3 separate regions of the Ovis aries genome follow, and regions 1 and 2 are each linked to region 3. Evidence: chromatin contacts called from public Hi-C data. All regions are on one chromosome and are shown on one strand. Each heading gives the region's core, a stretch centred on a gene start, on an enhancer-like site or on the middle of the called end of the contact. The rest is flanking DNA. Distances are from core to core; before and after follow the strand shown.

What was found. Hi-C and Micro-C count contacts between places; a contact is called where the count stands out from the background.
Region 1: a contact with region 3 is called in a Hi-C map of omental adipose tissue, with 1.7 times the contacts expected there. The contact joins the enhancer-like site here to the promoter of IER5L in region 3. A contact is called at or near these places in 7 of 16 Hi-C or Micro-C datasets (blood, hypothalamus, liver and 3 more).
Region 2: a contact with region 3 is called in a Hi-C map of mixed tissues, with 5 times the contacts expected there. The contact joins the promoter of NTMT1 here to the promoter of IER5L in region 3. A contact is called at or near these places in 4 of 16 Hi-C or Micro-C datasets (liver, mixed tissues, muscle and 1 more).

The regions. Positions count from the first base shown.
Region 1 is chr3:7,010,794-7,014,280 of ARS-UI_Ramb_v3.0, reverse strand. LOC121818990 (a long non-coding RNA gene) reads left to right here. Exons shown (of 3, transcript XR_009599737.1): 3 at 150-1,932. Among named protein-coding and RNA genes, the nearest start is that of C3H9orf50, 120 kb to the right of the region's middle. Within about 2 kb of position 1,365, at least 44 of the 54 cell types and tissues checked have an H3K27ac peak or open chromatin away from gene starts, as enhancers often do. A contact at or near this core is called in hypothalamus, liver and tail adipose tissue, where this site is marked.
Region 2 is chr3:6,890,216-6,893,716 of ARS-UI_Ramb_v3.0, reverse strand. NTMT1 (N-terminal Xaa-Pro-Lys N-methyltransferase 1) reads left to right here and starts at 2,114. Exons shown (of 4, transcript XM_027966313.2): 1 at 2,114-2,259.
Region 3 is chr3:7,288,528-7,291,906 of ARS-UI_Ramb_v3.0, reverse strand. IER5L (immediate early response 5 like) reads right to left here and starts at 1,866. Exons shown (of 2, transcript XM_042245542.1): 1 at 1-1,866. The coding sequence starts at 1,653. The coding sequence ends at 436.

The sequences.
Region 1 (3,487 bases), core at 116-2,615, 280 kb after region 3:
CCATAGGAGTTGGAAAAAGGCAGTTCTATAGGCAGGGAAATGTCCTGGAAACCTACACCCAGAAGACCGGAAGGACAACTCAGGATGCACTATGGGAACTTTTATAGTGTTTCCTTCAATTTTTATTTTTATTTTTTTGTCTTGTACAGGTATAACTACTCCAAAAGAAAAAAAAAAAAGAAGAAAATTTTCAAAGGAGAGAGGAGAGCTGGGAGGCACAGACGTGGGAGGCTGCAGCAGGACTGAGCCAGGATTGGTGGACCCAGGCCACCTCTCTTGACTCCCGGCTTTCCGGCATTTTGAGTTATGGGCGATCTGGCAGCATCTTCTCAGAGACAAGTGGAGCCGAGGCTGTGGGACCTGGAGACCCTCCTCTGACCTGGAGCCTGAGCCTCCCCTGATTGACAGCTTCAGCCTGTCCCTGCTTGCCCCAGAAGACTGTCCTTACCAAACTCCTCCCCCTTGTGGGACACAGGCTGAGCCTTAAATCCCCTTCTGGGCTAAATGGGGACAGTTATCCCAGGGGCCTCCTTCTGTCCTTGAGGACAGACTGTCCCCTGTAGGAGCACCGGGCACTGTGCTGGGTGTTTTAGGGACAAGTGTCTCTTAATCTGAATAGAATCCAGCAGAAAAAGGAGAAAAAAGTATTGCTCTTCCCAATGGACAGATGCGGAAAAGGGGCTCAGTGTCTTGCCCAAGCTTCACAGTGCAGGTGGAGTGGGATTCTCACCCAGGATGGGCTCACCCGAGAGTCCTGACCACTAGGCTGTCCTGCCTTGGGCTCTTCAGGAGAAAGTCCACCCCTCCTGTCTCCTCAGATCTCTTGCCTTTGGCCCGCTCTGGTTTCTAGAAGAGGGGCTACAGTCACCCCCCCCAAGCCATTCTCTGCCTGGGATGCCTTTCCTCCTCCTTCTCCCCGCCATTTACCAGGCGAACTCCTACTTGACTGGTGGAGCCCAGCAAAACCCTGACTTCCTTCCCAGAGAGTCCCAAACTGTACCTCCTGTCCCCTGATCTGTGTTCCCACAGAGCTCCCCAAGAGTGGGGAGGGAAAGCTCAGGGGACGTGGCTGGGACATGAGTTCCAACCCAGCCCTGCCTGGGCAGAAGGGAGGGTACAGTCAGCTTGTTCTGGGTGCTCAGAAGGGCAGGACTGGGGCAGAGTGGACGTGAGAAGGAGGAAGTCCTTGGCTCACCCAGGAAAAGATGGATGGGCCACCCCTGTGACTAGTTGGCTTAGAGGCCAGGAGAAAGACAAGTTCCAGAAGGAGAGGGAAGCAAAGATCCAGACTGTCTAGCAGTGTCTGGCTGGCTCTCCACTAGCCCAAGACGATAGCCAGGCCTTCCCAGTGTGTGTGCAACTGGGCCTCTGTGGCAAGGCTGGGGGTGGAGGATTATGTTCTGTGCACAGGAGCCCTAGACGCCTACGCCCAGTGAGCATGTGCACAGAGAGACAAAAGCCTCCCCTGAGAGCCCAGAGACCCCCACCCTGGGGTGGAGACAAGCAGCATTGGGAGCAGAGTGGTGTGGGTTCTTCCTAAACTCAGAATCCCCAGTGCTGAGAACAGTAACTGGCACACAGTGGGCTCCTGCACATTGGTTGGATGGATGACTGAGTGACTTCCTGATCCCAGGCCCAAGGAGGAGGACCTGACGTTTGTCTGCCTGCTCCACTGTGAGGCAAGACTGCTTGGGTTCTGTGAGCCTGGGAGAGGCGGGTGTGCAGGCAGGCTTCAAAGGACCAGGAGGCAAGGGATGGGGACCAGGAGCACCATGGTGAAGCCGCTCTGTCTCTGGTGAAGCACTCTCTGATCCCTGGGTATTCACAGCACTGAGGAACTTTCAGGTACCCCCAGAATCCCCAGCGGGGACCCCCACACACAATTCCACGGTGGTCATTAAAGCTGGGTCTGTGGACTCAAATGTGTCCCTAGCTAGACCAACGCCTGTTCTGGTGTGCTAAGGGGCCTGATGGAGCCCCCGAGGCACTGGTTTGCCAGGCCACCCACTTCCAGGGGTGACTTTGCACCAGCCCCAGCCTCTCTCCAGGCCTGTTTCCCCACTTATACAGTCAGATCCTGTGACCCCCTCTCCCTGCCCGAGGTCAGACCTCGCGCACAGCTGCCTTCCCCCTCTGACTGGCAAACAGCCCCTGGGACTGCCCGGGGATGCATGGACCTGCCTGGGCACACGCGTGCACACGCAAAGGCACACACACAGGGTTAGGCATGTGCACACAGGCCCCTGCTCCCACAGGTACACACGTTCACACAAGCAGACACACTCTCACACCCTGCAAGCGCAACCCACCCTCACACTCAGCCCCCCCCGCCCCCCCCCGCCGTGTGTCCCGGCCCTTCCCTCCCGACCCTCACCCTTGCCCAGGGCACTCACACCAGCTCACACTCACTCACGCTCCCTCACACACACCCCACATAGGCTGGGCACCGACAGTTGGCGCGGGCGGGGCTGGGAGCGGGAGGGAGAAAACCCGCGACTCCACCGGGGAAGAGGGGTGCGGGGGGTGCGCGGGCGAGGGAAATGACAGCCCGCGGTCCCCCTGAGTCCCGGCTCATGAATATTAATATGGCGGTAATTAAAATGCAGGGACGCGGCAGGATGGATGCGGTGCCTCCGGAGCGCTGGGGAGCGCGGCGTCTTCGCAGGCGGGGTGGAACCCGCTCCTCGCGGGCGCTCAGGCTCTGGGGCCGGGAGGGAGGGTGGGGGGAGAAGGGGGCCGGGGCCGGGGTCTGGGATCTGTTTCGGCCCGGCCGAGCGTGGCGGCCGCGCGTTCCCACCCGCGCCCTGCCCCAGGCCGGGCCGCCCGCCAGGCCCCCGTTTCCCGGAGCCGGCCCCCTCCCGCCCTCGCGGCCCGGTGATGTCATCGGCACAAAACTTTCCGCTTCCCGGCCGTCTCGGGGCCCTGAGTCATCGCCGCCTCCGGCCCGGCCCGCGCCGTCTGTTTGTGCAGAGCTGAGCCCCGCGGGGCCCCGGCCTGACTTCAGGCTGACACGGTCCGGAACCGCGTGGGGCCCCTGTACCCCACGCTGCGGGCCGCAGGGGTGGCGGCGGCGCTCCTGGGGGCTGTGGAGTCGGCTGGGGCGCCGGTAGGGCACACTCTGGGGTTCCAGTCTCAAATCGCCTTGACCTTGGGCAAGTCCTTTAGGCTTTCTGAACGTCCCGTGTCCTCACCTGCCACTTAGCAGGTGCTCCACGAATCTTCCCAGACTCAGTAAGTGAGTTGTGCTGCTGGGTGACCCCAGGCCCAGAGATGGGAAGGGACTCGTCCAAAGTCACACAGCACATGGGCAGGAGAGCTGGGTTTCTGGGCCCAAGTCCCTTCTGTCTTGCCACACGCTCTTAACGACCTAGGGCTGAGGACCCATTGGGGCATCTGCTGAGCGGGGCAGACCCAACAAGGTGGGTGGAGGGGCGTGTTCTGGAGCAGGCCCACGGTAGAGGGTGGGGGGGGGGGGGTGAGTCCAGAC
Region 2 (3,501 bases), core at 865-3,364, 400 kb after region 3:
GCTTGTGGGATCTTACTTCCCCCACCAGGGATTGAACCCATGTCGCCTGCACTGCAAGGCAGATTCCTAACCCCTGGACCACCAGGGAAATCCCAATGTAATGTATTTCTGCAAAGACTCCTCAACCAGGGATGGAAGAGCATCCTTCCTTGGGAAGTTAGAATATTGAGTCAGGAGGGTGAAAATTTTTTTCTATTTATTCTAAGGGTATGTGAATTTTTAGAAAATGAATGAGGAACACCAGACTACCTAGATGATTTCTAAGAAACCCTCCAGCCTGTATATGCTGCAGACATTTATTGAATATCTATTATGTGCGAGGCTTGGGAATTCAGTGATGCAAGAGGCTTTGGAAGTCAGTGGCCCAGCCAGACCTGGAAAAGTCTTGGAGTCCAGATGCAGGGAAGGGACTTTGTCTTCCATGGACAAGAAAGAAAAAAAAAAAAAGGTAGAGGTGGATTTTTAGGCACCCCCTGAAAGATCTAGACTCAGAGCCACACCCACAAAGATTATAGAAACTTCCTGATTGAGGCTGCCCAAGATTTATCCTCCTGCCATAGAGGTGTGGAAAATGAAGCTTGGGAGAGGGGTCCGAGGCCAGGGAATCAAGTCTAAACTGGAGTGCCCTAGGGAGTCATGTATGGATGTGAGAGCTGGACTATAAAGAAAGCTGAAAAATAAAAGCTTAGTGCCGAAGAATTGATGCTTTTGAACTGTGGTGTTGGAGAAGACTCTTGAAAGTCCCTTGGACAACAAGGAGATCCAACAAGCTAATCTTAAAGGAAATCAGTCCTGAATATTCATCGTGGAAAGACTGAAGCTGAAGCTGAAACTCCAGTACTTTGGCCACCTGATGTGAAGAGGTGACTCACTGGAAAAGACCCTGATGCTGGGAAAGATTGAAGGCAGGAGGAGAAGCGGACGACAGAGGATGAGATGGTTGGATGGCATCACTGACTCAATGGACATGAGTCTGAGTAAACTCTGGGAGTTAGTGATGGACAGGGAGGCCCATGGGGTGGCAAAGAGTCAGACATGACTGAGTGACTGAACTGAACTGAAGGGAGGATGCTACATAATATGGACAGATCTGGGGACTCAATAGCAGGTCGGGGACTTCCCTGGTGGTCCAGTGGCTAAAACTGTACTCCCAATGCAGCGGGCCCAGGTTCAATCCCTGGTCAGGGAACTAGATCCCAAATGCAACAACTAAGAGCCCACATGCTGCAACTAAGACCCAGCTCAGCCAAATAAATATTAAAAAAAAAAACAAAAAACGGTGGGGCTTTTCAGGGCACCCCACTGCCCCACTATAGCTTTCACTTCATTAGAGCAAACACAATTTAAGCACCTCCTGTGTGCAGTGTCCAGGAGGCACTGTAACTCTAAGCCAGGATATCAGTTTAGGAAAAAAGAATTTATGATAAATATTGTGAATATTATGCTATACATGAATACAGTGACCAATATTATGAATCAGTTTCTATTTACCGACAGCAGGCTCCACACACAGGGCTGAAGGCTCAACTCACAGTATCCCACAGATGTAACCCTCGAGCATTGAAAAATGAGCAATTATTCTGTGCATCTGGCGGAAGTAGAGACTGAGGCTTGGAGAGGTTCACAAGGTCTTCCACCTGCAAACTCACATGTTCATCTCGACTGCTTCAGGGACCAATTCAGAATTTGTGTTTGGGAGGAACCTAGGAAAGGGCAACCTTTTCGAAATGGAAACATCATGGACTTGTTCCGCTTATTTGGAGTGGCAACCCCTTGGCATTGTCAAGGGTATTTTTCCTTTACTTTTTTTTGGATCTGTATATTTTAAGGATGTTAATTGTTATGGGTAGAGTTAAGGCTTGAATAAGGCTCTCTCCCCCGCCTCTTTTTTTTGTAACCCAGTGGAAGACCCACAAAATGCTCTTTTTAAGCCTGCTCCAAGTGAGCTGGTGCACAAGCCGGAGGTGGGATAAGCTCTGCGCAGGGAAGTTGTCGAGTTAGGGCCGAAGCCCAAGGGTGCGGGGTGGGGGGGGGAGAGGCGGGGACAAGTCGCGCGCGGGGCGGAGCCCGAGGCGGCCCCGCCCTCAGAAGAGCGGAAGTGACGTAAGTGGGCAAAAGCGGCGCGCGCCGCGAGGTGTCGCTTCTAGCCGAGGTTGGACGGAGCTGGTCGTGGGCAGGTGGGGGGTCTTTGCCGCCGCCGCCCCCCTCTTTTCCGCTTCCCCGTCCTCTTCTCCCGCGTCCCGGGAGCCCCCACCCGGGGTGAGTAGCGCGAGGCGGAGCGGGGTGGGGCGGAGACAGTGGCTGCCGGGAGAGGGGAGGCCCCGGACCCCAACCGCCTGGGTGCCCTGAGGCCTCCCCGGTTCCTCACGTGACCCGAGCGCGAGCGGGCTCGGCCCCACGTGCGCGCTCGCGGAAGGTCCGCCGGCCGGCCCTGGGCCCCCGGGGTCCCGGGGTGGAGGAAGGCTGAGACCCCGCAAGCCTGATCAGGGCACTGGCCCCACGCCGACTCCCGCCGCCGCAAGTTCCTTTCCCTGTCTGAGCCTCAGTTTCCCCTGTGCCAGACGGGTAAGGCGCGCACCCGCAAAGGAGGGTGGGTGTGAGGATTCAGGAAAACCGCTCAGATCACAGTCGGGCACAGGGTATCGTGCCCGTTACACAGGCGTCGCTCTCATATTTCACCTTGGACCCGACCCCAGTGACGGCTCAACAGAGGTGCTATTTCAAAAGAGAGCCCGCCGGCCCCCCGAGCCCTTGGAGCCAAGGTCAGCCTGTTGGCAGAGAGGCTGCCATAAATCTGAAGGCCCAAGCTCTGCTGCCCAGTCAGCTGCGCCTCTCTGGATCTTGGTGTGTCTGTAAGACAAGGGTTAGAAACAGCTGGTGTCAGAGGCCCTGCCAGTGGGGCTGGGCTGTACTGCACGTGGTCTGGATGTATAGAGTCTGCTCAGTGAGATGGCCTGAGCCCCTGGGAGAAAGGGGACCTTGAGGGGGGTCAGAAGTCTGGATTCTGTCCTTGTTCTGTTCCTGGTTTCCTGTGTGTGTGCATCGCTCCATTTTAGTGAATGGTTTTTCTGTGTGTACCAGGGACTATGGGAGGGTTGGAAGTAAATACATGTGGCATGCTTTGGTGGCGACCAGAAGCCCTGGAGTCACCAAAACCTTGAGGGTTTCTGTGCTTGCATGGCTGGAGGCTCGCTCCCCTCTGCTGCCATTGGCAGAGCCATGTGAGCGACTGGATTGACCACCTGCAGTAGCAGGAATAATCCCTTAGGTGTGATCAACACGCCACGGTGTATAAGGGCCTTTCAGTACATTTTCTCATTAGATCTTCACACTTAGCAGAGAGAATTGATGAGCATATCATTGGACAGAGGTTGTTTTTTTTTTTTTTTTTTTTTTTTAAGATTAATATGTGCCCAGCAGTGTCTGGATCACTTTTCACTTTTATATCCACATTTAATCATCACAGCCCTCCTGTAAAGTCAATATTGTTCCCATTTTATA
Region 3 (3,379 bases), core at 617-3,116:
CGTCTGATTGGAATCGGCGTCCGGGACCCCGCGCCCTCCTGCGCTGCGCCCCCGGCGCGCCCCGGCGGTCCGGGCGCCCTGCCTCGCCCCCCGGCTGCCCGGCACCTCCTCCGGGCAGCAGCCCTTCCTCACGTGGCTGGCTCCTCGCTAAACACCACTGCAATCACTACAATAATAATAAAAAAAGAGTAGGAGAAACACAAAGCATACTTAAATAGGCGCTTTTTCTCTCTGCAAAAATAAAGTCCAAGATCTTAGATTTCTTTTTTTTTTTTTATTTTACAATTTATAAAACATCAGTCGTCTCCCTCTGCTCACCCCCTGCTCAGCCCGGAGTGGCCGGGCGCCCGTTCGTTCCCTCCTCTCGCCCCTTGGCCGAGTCTTTGTCTGGCCCCAGCCCCGCGGGGCCACGGGTCCCCGTGCCCTCGGGGGTCCCTAGAAGGCGACAATGGCTCGAGTCCAGGCGCCGAGGCTGGCGAGCGCCTGCTTGGCGCACAGCTGCCCGTTGAGCGGCGGCGGCTGCTCGGAGGAGTCCGGCTGTCGGCTCACCAGCCCGGAGAAGCCCGAGCCAAAGATGGAGATCAAGTTTGAGATGTTGGACGCGTCCGGGGACGAGTCCGGGCAGAAGTCCTCGAAGCGAGCGCGCTTGCAGGGGGCGAACGGGACGCCCCCGGGGGGCTCGGCCCCCAGGTCGCCTGCATCCTCGTCGTCGTCGTCCTCCTCCTCTTGGCCAGGGTAATACTTGCGCTTGCAGCCGGTGGCGGACGCCAGGCCGGGTCCCGGGGCGCCCTGGCCACAGCAGGGGCAGTGGGCGGAGGCGCAGCAGTCCTGGTGCAAGTAGCCGTTCTCCACCGTGGTCACCACGTGAGTGTCCAGGTCCAGCACGGTGGTCTGGCTGCTGCAGTGCACGCCAAAGTCCGAGGGGGCCGGGTACGCGCCCCGGTAGAAGCCGGGGGAGGAGGCGGGGGCCGGGGAGGAGGGCGGGGAGGCGGCGGCCGCGGCCTGAGGGGCGGCCCCAGGGGGCGCGGAGGGCGCGGAGCAGGCGGCCGAGGCGCGAGGGTCCCGCGGGCAGAGAGACGCGGGCGGCGGCGGCGGCGGCAGCGGCGCAGGACCCGGCTGCAGCGGCTCCAAGGGCTGCCCGCGGTGGGGCGCGCCGTGCGGCGGCTGGAGCGCGGCGCACCCGGGCAGCTCCGAGAGCGCCCCCGCGCCGCCCGCGGGCGCCCCGGCCGCCGCCGCCGCCGCGCAGCCCCTGGGCGCCGGGTGCTGGTGCAGCTGCTGCTGGAGGTGCAGCTGGTGGAGCTGGTGGAGCTGGTGCAGCTGGTGACGGGCGACCGGTTCGCGCGCCTCCGCGTCCCCGCCGCCGCCAAGTTGGAGAGGGCCAAAGTCGGCCGCGCTAGCCGGCATGCCCGGAGCCGCGTACGCGAGGTGCTGGTGCTGGTGGTGGGGCGGCTGCTGCTGCTGTTGCTGCTGCTGCTGTTGGCGCCGGTAGAGCTCGGCGTAGCGCTCGCTCAGGTAGAGCTGGCGCGCGTTGCGGAGCACGTAGGACACCAGGAGGTTCTTGTGCAGCTTGATGCCGCCGCGCTGGGTCCGGGAGCTGTGGATCTTGCGCAGGGAGATGCTGATCAGGCTCTGGGCGTCCAGGGCGCACTCCATGCTCCCTTGAAGACGGCGGCGGCGGAGCAGCCGCGGCCGTTGCTGCTGCTAAGGCTGCTGCTGTTTCGGCTTCCAGCCGGCCTCCGGGACGCGCTGGGCAGGGGAAACGGAGCCCGGGTCAGCGGGTCGGCTGCGCTCCGAGAGGAGCCGCCACCATGCGCTGCGCGCCACCCGCGGGATCGTGCTCCCCAGACGGCGCCAAAGCAATGAGCCTCGGCCGGCCCGGGCCCCAGCTATTTAGCCGGGCGTCCGGGCCCCGCCCCACACCTGATGAGCCAATGAGAGTGCTCCAAACCTCCCGAGTGACAGACGCTGCCCGCCCCGGGGCCTCTAAGCTGGCCAATCAGACCAAGGCGGTTCCTTTGTGCTATTCAAATACCGAACGGACCCGGGGCCTCCAACGCTGCCGCTGCCTCGAATGTTCTCCTGGGGCCGCCGCGCCGCGCGGGACTTGGAGTCACGGGGGCCGCTATCTGCGAGGTGGCCGCCTCGCAGCCTTCACGTTGGAGCCCGTGGCAGCCCTCGGCCTAGTTCCTGGGAGCCCAGGGTCGGTTCACCTGCGTGCTGCTGCGACGGCTCCTCCCCCTTCCGCATGGCTGGGCCTCACCTGCGGCAGGTGCGCGCAACTCCGACTCCCGGCCACGCGGCATCTCCTTCCTGATCTGTCGCACCCCCGGGTGACCCACTGGACCCAAGGCTTTTGCAAGAGCCTCGTGGGACCTGTGGGGACTCCTCAGGGGAAAGAGATTTCGAGGTCCCCTCAGTCGCTGAGAATGTGGGATCTGACTCTGACTTTTTGGTCGAGGGGCCTCAGAGAACACTCGGAGAAGGGCCGTCCTCTCCTTTGGTCTGACGGAAGAACCCCAAATTTTGATCTTTTGGTGAATTTTGATCTCCCCAGATGGAGAAGGCTTGGAGGCGTGCCCCTGGCAAACGCCTGAGGTCTAAAGGCGGTCTGAGAGCAGACATCCAGTGTCCTAATCACCGGTCCTGTAACCTCTCCTTTCTTTCCTAACTAATAGTAATGACAATAGGGACTATTATGGTGTACCTAGTATGGGGGAAGCCCTGCCAGAAACGCCTGACTCCTTCCCCGAGACTGCCTGCAGATAGGGACCTCAGTCTTAGAGAAGGATGACACTCGGGAAATCACGCAGTCAAGGAAGTCGCCAACTTAACTCTTGTTGACACTGTTTTCCTTCTTGTCCTGAATCGTTCATGGGGCCACCTCCTTCCAGCTGGGAGCTGAGACGGTGGGGATTTTCTCCAGGGGGCTCTTGATCTGGACTGGTTAGCCTGAAAGGGGGTGACTGCTGCTTAGAGTGTGTGTGGGGAGGTCCAAGGCACCTGGGTGGGAGGGTCTCTTTGAAGTGGCCAGGACGTTTGCCTGAGGAGGGGGTCCTTGAGTTGGCCCTTGAAGGAGAAACAGGGTTCACAGGGAGTATGAAGGCTGGTGGGCCTTGTGTGTTGGGTGGGTGCTGGGTGGGAGGAGGGCTCAGAGGCAACCTTCCTTCTGTTTCACCCTCTCCTTGGGGTTTCTTCCGAGTCTCTTCTTTCATTGGGGCTGTTGTCCTCAGCACCTGCTTCATCCCTTGGCAGGAGTAAAGGGACCCAGCCAGCCCATCCAGTACTCTCTCGGTGTCCCCTCAGATTTAAGAATTCTCCAAGTTTGTTTCCTCCAACAATTTTTCAGCATCTACTCAGTGCCAGGTAGCAAGGTTAAAAA